2 separate regions of the Danio rerio genome follow, and region 2 is linked to region 1. Evidence: chromatin contacts called from public Hi-C data. All regions are on one chromosome and are shown on one strand. Each heading gives the region's core, a stretch centred on a gene start, on an enhancer-like site or on the middle of the called end of the contact. The rest is flanking DNA. Distances are from core to core; before and after follow the strand shown. Region 1 overlaps acana (aggrecan a). Region 2 holds the start of cdkn1ca (cyclin dependent kinase inhibitor 1Ca).

What was found. Hi-C and Micro-C count contacts between places; a contact is called where the count stands out from the background.
Region 2: a contact with region 1 is called in a Hi-C map of gastrula embryo, with 4 times the contacts expected there. The contact joins the promoter of cdkn1ca here to the enhancer-like site in region 1. A contact is called at or near these places in 8 of 18 Hi-C or Micro-C datasets (caudal fin, embryo, fibroblasts and 3 more) and 3 of 4 datasets of contacts at active chromatin or transcription factors (caudal fin, embryo and gastrula embryo).

The regions. Positions count from the first base shown.
Region 1 is chr7:50,418,658-50,423,585 of GRCz12tu, forward strand. All of the region lies in intron 1 of acana (aggrecan a), which reads left to right. All of the region lies in intron 2 of kcnq1.1 (potassium voltage-gated channel, KQT-like subfamily, member 1.1), which reads left to right. Among named protein-coding and RNA genes, the nearest start is that of kcnq1.1, 28 kb to the left of the region's middle. Within about 2 kb of position 2,919, at least 15 of the 62 cell types and tissues checked have an H3K27ac peak or open chromatin away from gene starts, as enhancers often do. A contact at or near this core is called in gastrula embryo, where this site is marked.
Region 2 is chr7:50,499,619-50,504,644 of GRCz12tu, forward strand. cdkn1ca (cyclin dependent kinase inhibitor 1Ca) reads right to left here and starts at 3,103. Exons shown (of 3, transcript NM_001002040.1): 1 at 2,524-3,103; 2 at 2,293-2,404; 3 at 1,614-2,089. The coding sequence starts at 3,049. The coding sequence ends at 2,089. The region is part of intron 1 of acana (aggrecan a); the gene reads left to right.

The sequences.
Region 1 (4,928 bases), core at 1,669-4,168:
GTTTTACTCTATAAAAGTCAGAGAACGTGTCTTTAAAATAAATAAATAAATAAATACAAAAAAAAAATTGAAAATCAGGGTTATTACAAAAACATGAGTTTAGATGTCATGTGACCACATGAAAAAAAGGTACCGCTAATGTGCTATTTGGGTTTTATGTATTTAATTGTAGTTTGATCACCATCTTGCATGACTTACTAAAAGCACCAGCAGATCGTTTACTTTAGATCTTGAAAATAAAATAACTAGCAATAGCAGAGCCTATCGTTACATGTATTTATTAGAGTTTAGTCTAAAGTACAATTTTACATTGATTTTAATTTTAAATGGAACCTTAAATAATTGAAGGAATTATCTTTGTATATCTTTCCTTGGGCAGAAGAAATATTTTGGTTAATATTAAATTACATTTTTCGGTTTCATCATTCAAAACCCAAATTTAAGAGAAATTCAAAACTTTAGCTGCAACAAATTACAGTATTTTTAAACTTTGTCCAAAATTATACTTTAGATACCAAAGTAAACATTTATTTACGGCTAGACCCTGAACTGCTGAGGTATATAGTGTCCCTATAGTAAGCAATGTTTTTACTTTGTGTGAATGTAATTTTCTTCTTGACCACAATAAATATTTTTGATTAAGATTAAATAACATTTTCAAGTATGAACTCAAGTTAAATGATGCTTTGAGATAAACAAAAATGAGCTGTAACAAATTACAGTATTTTAAAAATTGGTTCAAAGTCAATTTTTTCCAGTGTAGAAAACATTTTTTATTGATAACTTATTATAAGTTTGAAGCTCCACTGTGATCCCATACATACTCATAAATCATTTTAAGTTCCATAAAGCCTTTTAATATATCTTTAAATAATTCTTGTTCTAAATATGCATGACACATTTTACCACTGATTTTTATTTGTTTGTTTATGTTTGTTTTTTAAAAATAGACAAGGCAAGTTTATTTATATAGCACATTTCAAACATGATGGTAATTCAAAGTGCTTTACATAAATATGAATAAAAGAGACAAGTATAATAAAATAAAAACAAAGAATTAAAAATGTTTAAAAAAAGATTTAAAATGTGTTAAAACAGGTTATAAAGAATGAAAAAGACATATTAGTGAGATCTGTTGGCTGTAGCACAGTGCTCATTCAGTAAAGGCACAGCTAAGCAGATGTGTTTTCAGTCTTGATTTGAATGTCCCTAATGTTGGAGCACATCTGATCATTTCTGGAAGCAGATTCCAGCAGCAGGGGTGCAGTAGTTGAAGGCGGATTCACCCTGTTTTGACTGAATTTCTTGTTTATATGATCCTAAAGATCTGAGTGACCTGTTAGTTTTGTATTCAGTGAGCATATCTGTAATGTATTATTGAGGTCCTAGGCCCCTTAGTGATTTCTAGACAACTAATAATACTTTAAAATCTATCCAGAATGTAATTAGGAGCTAGTGTAAAGACCTGAGGACAGGTGTGATATGCTCTGATTTTCTGCTTTTGGTCAGACACCCTTAATACACCCTTTTTTCAGAATGTGATATTTATCTGAATTATTGACATTGTTGACATGAGGGTGAAAAGGGTCAAAACCTTGATTGGTAGGTTAATATTTTAGACATAATACAAAAACTGTGGAATAATTTGTATAATAAAAAAACTGTATCATTTTATGTTTTCTCTTCCAGAATTTCATTCATTTAATAATTTATTTTATACTCAAAAAAAATCATTAAAAAATATTTTCATTCAGAGATTAAAATCATTCTCATCTCTAAACTCAAAAAATTTAATTACATTTAATTTTAATGCATTTTTAACAAAACAGATTTCATAACATCTGTTCGGTAGAAAAGAACTCATCAATCACCCTTTTGTTCGGCAGCGGCATCAAGATTTTACATCCCCTACTTTGAGTAAGTGCTTATGCAAATCAAGCTCAAGCTTATCAGGCAAATCTTATACTAACCACAGATTAATCATTGACTGGGATCAATTGTTCATCTCTTTTTCTCCAGTGTCAGCCACTAATAGTGTTGATAGGCCTTGTTAATCCATATTAGCATGCCATTGTTTCAGCGTGAGCGAGGAGAGCTACTGCACATTAGCACTATACTTTCAGCCACACATGTTGCTGACACTTATTAACTGAGCCTATTCTGTGAGAATAAAGACTGGTGTGCACGTCACACTTCAGAGGTTGATCATTACCTGCTCAACAGCGGCAGGTGGTAGAATTCGCACAGGACGCTGCGCCACACACGGGTGCTGGAAGTCACACAGGACACCGTCCCGCACATCTTGACAAATCCCACACTGGGAGGTTGCGATCCCACATGCTTCACTGTAAAGCGTCATAGCTGTCGGCAAACTTCCTCCGTATGCTGAGTGCGCTAACACGTCATCAAGCTCAGTCTGGAGGTGTTATGAGGACAGTAGTCCTGCCGCGAGGTGCTAACTCTTTCTCCCTGTAATTATCAGCTCCACATAGAGGGCCGTCCCTAATTGGACGCAACACAGATGTTTGTCTCTTTGTCAGTGAGGGGCTTGTGTTAACCAGGCCCCCCTATGAACGGCTAATAAAACTGTAAATGGACAAAGGCCTCTGATAATGATGAAATGTTTCCTATTGGAAGCCACCGCGAATGTGAAATGAGCATTTATTACTGTTTTCTGGCAGTTTGCGGTAATGATTTAACCTTTGGTGAACAGAGCTTTTATTTGTGATTCGAGCAGCTAATGGAAACTAAACTTTACTCAATACAGGCTGGTTATTTATGTGGAGGGATGTTCGGGGTGAAAGGACTTCCTAACCCCTGGAGGTTTTGTAAATATTCATTCCCATTGCAGTGGTTGTGGCGTTTGGACAAATCACCTTCGTCCCATTTGCACTGATAAGACTCTGCATACAGTCGGGTTCCCTCCCCCAACACAGTAGCCAGTGGCTTTCTATTGTGTGCCACAGGATGTAAACTAGCAGAGCATGTATATCGGCTCAAACCCCTTCAGTCTGAAGAGGTAATGAATTAACTTAGCTCAGTACACTCACAAAAAATATTGTTGCTGGTTGTTCAAACTACTTATTTAAAATGAGCTAAATCAATTATTGGGCAGAAAAGAAGATGTTTTAAGATATATTGTTTTTTTTGTACTTTTCATCTTTAAAATCTCCTAAAAACCCAAATGTAAATTCATATTATTTTTATAAATAATTACAGTATGAAATCATTTATTTGTACTATTTTTATTACATCAACCCTCAATTTGACAAAGTTTTTGCCAGTAACTCTTTACAGTAAGTTCTCATTTCTCACAGTTTATCCCAAAATGAAAATGCACTCCACTTGTTCCAATTCTGATTGATTTTATCTTCATATTGAGCAAAAAAGAAGAACATTGGAAACCATTACCACTGACTCATAAAGTATCTTTTATTTTTCATTATGGATGTCAATGGTTACCGGTTTCCATCAGTCTTCAAAACGAATTCTTTTGCATTCAACAGAAGAGCCACCTCAGGGTGAGTAAATGATGAGTAAACATGGGTGTCTATCCTATCCCTTTAACTAATATTAGCAAATGAATCCTCATTCTTAAATCTTCTCATTCAAGAAGTCATTTCTCTTACAAACGCATTACAAATGGCAATTTTAACAGATCATTACTGCCTAACAGATTCCCTGTAAGTCTGAAACTGTCAGTAGTGTATTTGCTCTGCGGCTGTCTTTTGAAGAGCCTGAGAGTTAATGCTAGTTAATACTCCGGGTATTATTTATCATCCCACTTCAAGTGCTTTGCTTTGGCTGGAGCATAAAAAGCCTGGAGCATGAAGAAGTCACTCTCTGCCAAATCCAGTGCTTCATTGTGGCTCCATTTTTAATGTAATCTTGTGAGATTGAGAACAGGGGTCAGCTGGCCCTTTATGCTATTACAGTGAGCTCAGTTTTTTGTTTGGATGGGAAAAGCGATTGCTATGGTGAATCTACGAGGTCCTTGAATCTAGGGTCCCGTTTCCTCTCATTTACACCACCACTCCCCCACCCCAAAAAAGTGATCCCATGGCCCCTGTCGCCCACTGGTCGTCCACCCAGACCTTTCGTATATGACAGCTGGTCAGTGTGATCACAAGATTTAATTAAATAGCATGTAGAGGAAGCAGAAGCACGGAGCGCATAAAATGGGTCACGCTAATCAGATGTGTAATTAGAGGGTTAGATAGACTGTGTAAACTATTTTAGACTATAATGGTTATAAGTGATGTTCAAGCCTAAGAAAATTAATGTCTCCACTCTTTATGCAAATATGCAAATATCCTGAAGTTGATTTTTAATAAGCATGGACTCAAAAAATTGTGTTTGCTGTTTGTTTAAAAGACTTACTTAAAATAAGCGGTCACTTTATTGTTTTTTAAATTGTTGAATTTAAGTTGCATTGCATCTACATGCCAACTAATTCTCGTCAGATTATAAGTAGACTGTTTGGTTGGGGTTAGGGTTGCTTATTGTAAAGTTATATGTACTTGTAAAGTTTCTTATAGTCAGTTAAATGTCTGTTGAAGGAGCATATCAACAGATATTATGCTGAAAGTCTACTAATACACAAATGAACCATCAAAATAAATTGTTACCAAATGAGCTGAAATAAACACAACTCTTAAGCGTTTTGGAGGACGACTTCATTAATTTATGTTCAATCAACTTAAATTTGTAAAAACTTGTTAGTGAACTTAATTCCTTCATGTTGTCCCAAAACAAATTGATTGTGTGGAACCCAGCAGTTTTTACAGTGGTGTGTTTGGACGGGCGTAAAACTTTTTAGTGTGTTCTACATTTCAGTTGACCAAACAAGGAAAGATGCTTATGTTGTGTGTACGATAGAACGGATGCAAAGGAGAAGATGCAAAGGAGAACCAGCTAAATAATAATTA
Region 2 (5,026 bases), core at 1,853-4,352, 81 kb after region 1:
AATAAAATAGTAGCCTATATTTGTCAGTAACAATAGTCCATTATTATTATCATATCCATTATTATTTTATTTATTATCCATTAATGTAAATTTACTAGCATATTATCCTACATATTTATTTTTTTAAAGCGACCATCTTTGCGCACGCATCTTTAAACGTTATTCGTTTTATTTTGTCTTTTTGTCTTCTTTATTTGAATGAATGATGGTCAGTCGCTGGCATGACGGTCTGGAGTATCTCTGTTTTCTTGCACACGACTAGATACGGACTAGAAACAAAAGCAAACAGGATTTGTGAGCACCGAGAGCTTCTGTGAGAGCACAAAGCCTCATTTGCAGGTGAATGCGATGGCACTCGCTTCGCCTTACGCCTTTAGCTGCCTTTGTTCCATTTCGCTTTTTTGGTGCCAGATGGTCATGGAAATGGGAAACTTCTTTAGAGAAAGGCTATATCTGGCGAAACACTGGCACTCTTCACCTACACCAGATGATGACGGCCGAAATTAAAAAAAAAAAAAAGTCCGAGTGATAGGTACAATTCGTTGATAATCTAGTCCTAAAGCTTAATTTTCATTTTAATGCGATTAAAAAACCAAATATCCTCGTTTTTGGAGTAGCCTGAAAGAATTAAATGATTTTCCGTAAATACAATTCTATTATCGATAATTTTATTGTTAGAAAGTTTTAACAATAATTGCACAAGCATTTGTTTTTTCGTATATCAAATGTAACATGCTATTTTACATTATTTGTTGCTGTTGCTATTCATAATTTTAAATTTTGGTATAATTTAAAAGTTATAATTATTCACACAAAAGTGATAACCTGTTATAAACTGATCAAATTAAACCAAATTAATTTTGATAAATTCGTATAGGCCTATATATTTTTTTATTTATAAACTATACGTAATATATTATATATAAATAAATGTATAAATAGCCTATATTTATATATAAATTATTTATAAGAACTGACTTGCAACCTATTCCCAATTTAGCTATGAAAGAAAGTTGTAGCCCTACCTGTGCTCACATTTCCTTTGGTCCCTATTTTGTCAGTGTAGTTTTTGTTCTCTTTTTTTTATTTCCATTAGCTTTTCCCCTATCTCAATGACATTATAAAGATCTGGCGTGTGGTGGTATCTATAGTAAATGTTATTCACAGATAGTGTGTAGGTAGGGGGAGGGGAGGCAGGTGGTTGGCGTGTAAATAGAAGGAGCCCATTTTGTTCAAGTCTTGGTAAGTGTTTCATTAGCGGGATAGCTGAGAGGGTGCTGAAAATGAAGGTCTTATGCGGACAAAGCGGGGTTCCAAGGGCACCTGCCTCCTTCATTATGGAAAGAAAATGGCATTTAAATCCTCCCTATAGGACGCAGCTGCCCGCATATCCCTCCCCACAAACACTGAGGGCGGAACAGCTGAGTCCCTCCTGTTTAGAGGCCAAACTCTCCTCTTTTTGTCACAGCTAGCAAAATGTTGACGCCCCAAAAGTGTAGGGCAAACATTTTTTTCAGTCGTTTACCCACATCCCATGATGATGCACAATAATGTAGCTGAAAGATTATAGCCTACGTGGCTTCCAGACGAACACACTTGAATGCGACCAGGTTAGCAAAAATATAATTTAATTTACACTTTGATTCAAAGGTACAACGTGAGCTACAGAATATATTTTTTAACAAACAAGGCTCAATAACATTCGTTGCATGAAATTGCAAACCAAACTTAAATAAAACACAACATAAAATATGGCCGAAACAATAAAAATAATAATAACAATTGCTGTAAATAATAAAGAGTAACCAACTATTATGAACATAAATAAAATAAGTTAGTATATTCAAAAATAAAACAAACACGTCTTGCTCTAGACTGTTTAGAGCACTGTGGTCTAGCCTTCTACACAATTATAACAGAAGAAAAGTGAAAATTGCACCGTTTAGACATTGTAACACTGCAACAAAGTCTCTGTTGGCAGAGCCATTATTGCTACATGAGTTCAGAGAGAAAGGGTCTCGTCCACTTCTTTCTTTCATCCGCTCTGCAGATAAACACAGGTGGACTGATGTATGTATAGTGCAAACATCTGTAAAGCAAAAAAAAATGACAATTAACATTTGTTTCACGGCAGTATCGGACAAAAGACATTAACGGAATTTGTTGTTCACTTACGACTTTATCACTTACGACTTTATTACAATTCCTAATAAGTTTATAACAGCTAGGCTATTCAAATCGAACTAACAATTGTTTAATGAGTTTAAACTATTAAACGGAGTGGATACTTACCATCTAATAGTTTTACGTGGCGTTACTTCAATGCTCGTGGATGTGCCGGCTTGAAGGTAACTGCGTTCATCCTGCTTCGACTCCACGACCCTCTTTCTTTTTGGGAAGAAGTCTGGTGGAAACCAAGGTTTTATGTCATTATTCATGTTTTATTTCACAGTTAATTAACAGACGAAAATCGTGACACTTCTTTACATATAGCCTAACTATTTAACGTTTCAAAGCATTTACCTGTAATTTGCGGCGTGCTGTTTCTGGGGCTCTCTGGGATAAGTGACCTCTTCCGTCTGTTTCTGAGGACTGAAGAACGAGCTGGTTTGGAGTTTAGTGCGCCAGAGATGTTCTCCTGGTTGGGTTCGTTGGGTCGACTTGGGACTCCCTCGGATTCTTGAGCTACCGGACTCCTGGAAATCCCGCAGTCGACAGTGCTGGAAGCGTCTCCTGTTGCGTTAACAGACGTCGCGGCACGAGCTCTCTTGTTTTGTACTTTATCCTTGTAGAAAAATGGCAAAGTGTCCTCTGAAATCGCCTCCCACTCGTAATCTCCAGGCAAAGGCGAGTTGGTCTCAAAGTTAAAATTCCACCGGCTCTGGTCTCGCTCGGAGATCTCCTGCAGTTTGCGTTTCATCTCACAGTGCAGCTCCTCATGGTCTACGGGTCCGAATAGGTTACGGCAGACCTTTGTGCGGGTGAGGAGAGGAAAAGTGCTCCGTGCAACATGACGCTCCAGATTGCTTGATACGTCCACGTTTGCCATGATGTCTAAAAGTCAATGCCGTGAGCCGACGTTTGTTTGGTTCTTGTTGTTTGTAATCTGTTTATATCCGTGCCGGTGGTTAAAGGCCAGCGTTTGCACGAGAAAAGGCCTCCGATTGGCTAGACAGACACCACGCCCTGTGTAATAAACCCCCCACCAGTATCAACAAAGTCACCTTCCCCCCTCTTTTAAGAAAACCACAGTCTGAAAATTACGACCCATGAAGGCCATGAATAAAGTGATTGTTTTCCAAAGAGAGAGAGAGAGAAAGAAGGGAAGAGAATGAAAAAGTTACAATGTTATAAATAATATATATTTTAAACAATGTATCATAGGCTACATCAAAGCAATACTCCTCCTCTATATTCGACATAATAGGCCAGTATAATATATACAACACAAATAATACAATTATTATAGTTATAATAATACAAATACAAAAATACAAATATTTGTATAGGCTATGGAATTATACTTATAATGTTTGAATTAATTTCTGCAATACCATATCTCAATCAAAACACTTGTCATAGTAGGTGCGTATACGTGTCTGGCATAATTTAATTGATAAATTATGTATAAATCATTTAAAAGTTTCATAAAGTTTTATAGTGGACAAAAATGGTTAAAGTATCACAGTATTGTTTCACACTTTCACTGACAGATCTTTTTTACTTCACCTAATGCCACACTGTTGTTGTTGTTGTTGTTGTTGTTGTTGTTTTAAGACAAAAAAAATCTGATAATTTGCATATGCTAAAGTTTAATTAAATTAAATTTAAATAAATTTCATTTTTGATGTATTATTTTTATTATTAATTTTATCACACTAAAACATACCCCCCCCCCCCCCCCCACACACACACACACACACATAATAATTCTCAGTATTTACATATAAAGCAAACTCAAGACACTCATTCAAACACAGCACATTATTGAAATGGCAAAACGTAATAAACTTTTTTTTTTATTTGCAGCATGAAAATAGAGAGAAACTTGATTGGTTTTATTTCTCCACGGGCCAATGTGCCAAAATATAACAAAATTAGCTTTCATTAAAATTTGTTACATTTTTAAGCCCCAAATAATAATAAAAGATGAAAACAAGTATTTTAGCCTAGGTAAAGGCGCTGTATGAGCAACTTTCTAATCATAGATTTGTAAAAAAGTAACTGTAGTAAAACATTAAAAGTTCAATAACAATATACCAAAATATATAAAGTGCTTGCATTAGCAGCCGAAATGATCCAAAACTGAAATGTAAATAAGGTCGCACAAGGTAAACCTGCAGCAGCTCCATGTCGATTCTGAAATGCGTGTAGTTAGAACTACAATTTAAAATGTGTGTGAGTGTGTGTAAGACTCTACTTTATGTAACAAGTAATTCATCGTATTGAAACTCAAATACCTTTTAAACGCGAAATCAAACTCCAGGCGTTTTATCAAATCCGCGCGATTCTGACGCAGCAGGGCGGTGTCCACCAATGGCGCGCGAAACTCAACCAACCAGGTGACTTGAGAAATGACGTCAAGCACATCCGCAAGATGGCCGAGCTGCGAGATATCCAGAGGGTATGTTCCTCAAGAAGGTTCAGTAGGCCTACACCACCATAAGACCAACTGCAAAACAAACAAACAACAAAAATATATATATATATAAAAAACAAGCTTACATGTTATAAAATTTAAATTATTCACATTAGACTATTTGTCAAGTTACACAAATAAGTTAGGCCTAAGTTACTTCAAACAAAGCAATCGCTGCACAACATAATTACTCTAAGTGAATAATATACATTTAAATGGTTATTGATAACTTCCACGCACATCTTTACAGCTTTGTCTCAGTAAGTAGATATCATTTAAATAATTAGATTATCCCTGTTACATACGTCAAACTCGTTTCATTTGGTGTCACCTTTCTACCTTCTACTGCCCTCCGAGGAAACAAACCAACTCCAAACGGTTGTAGAT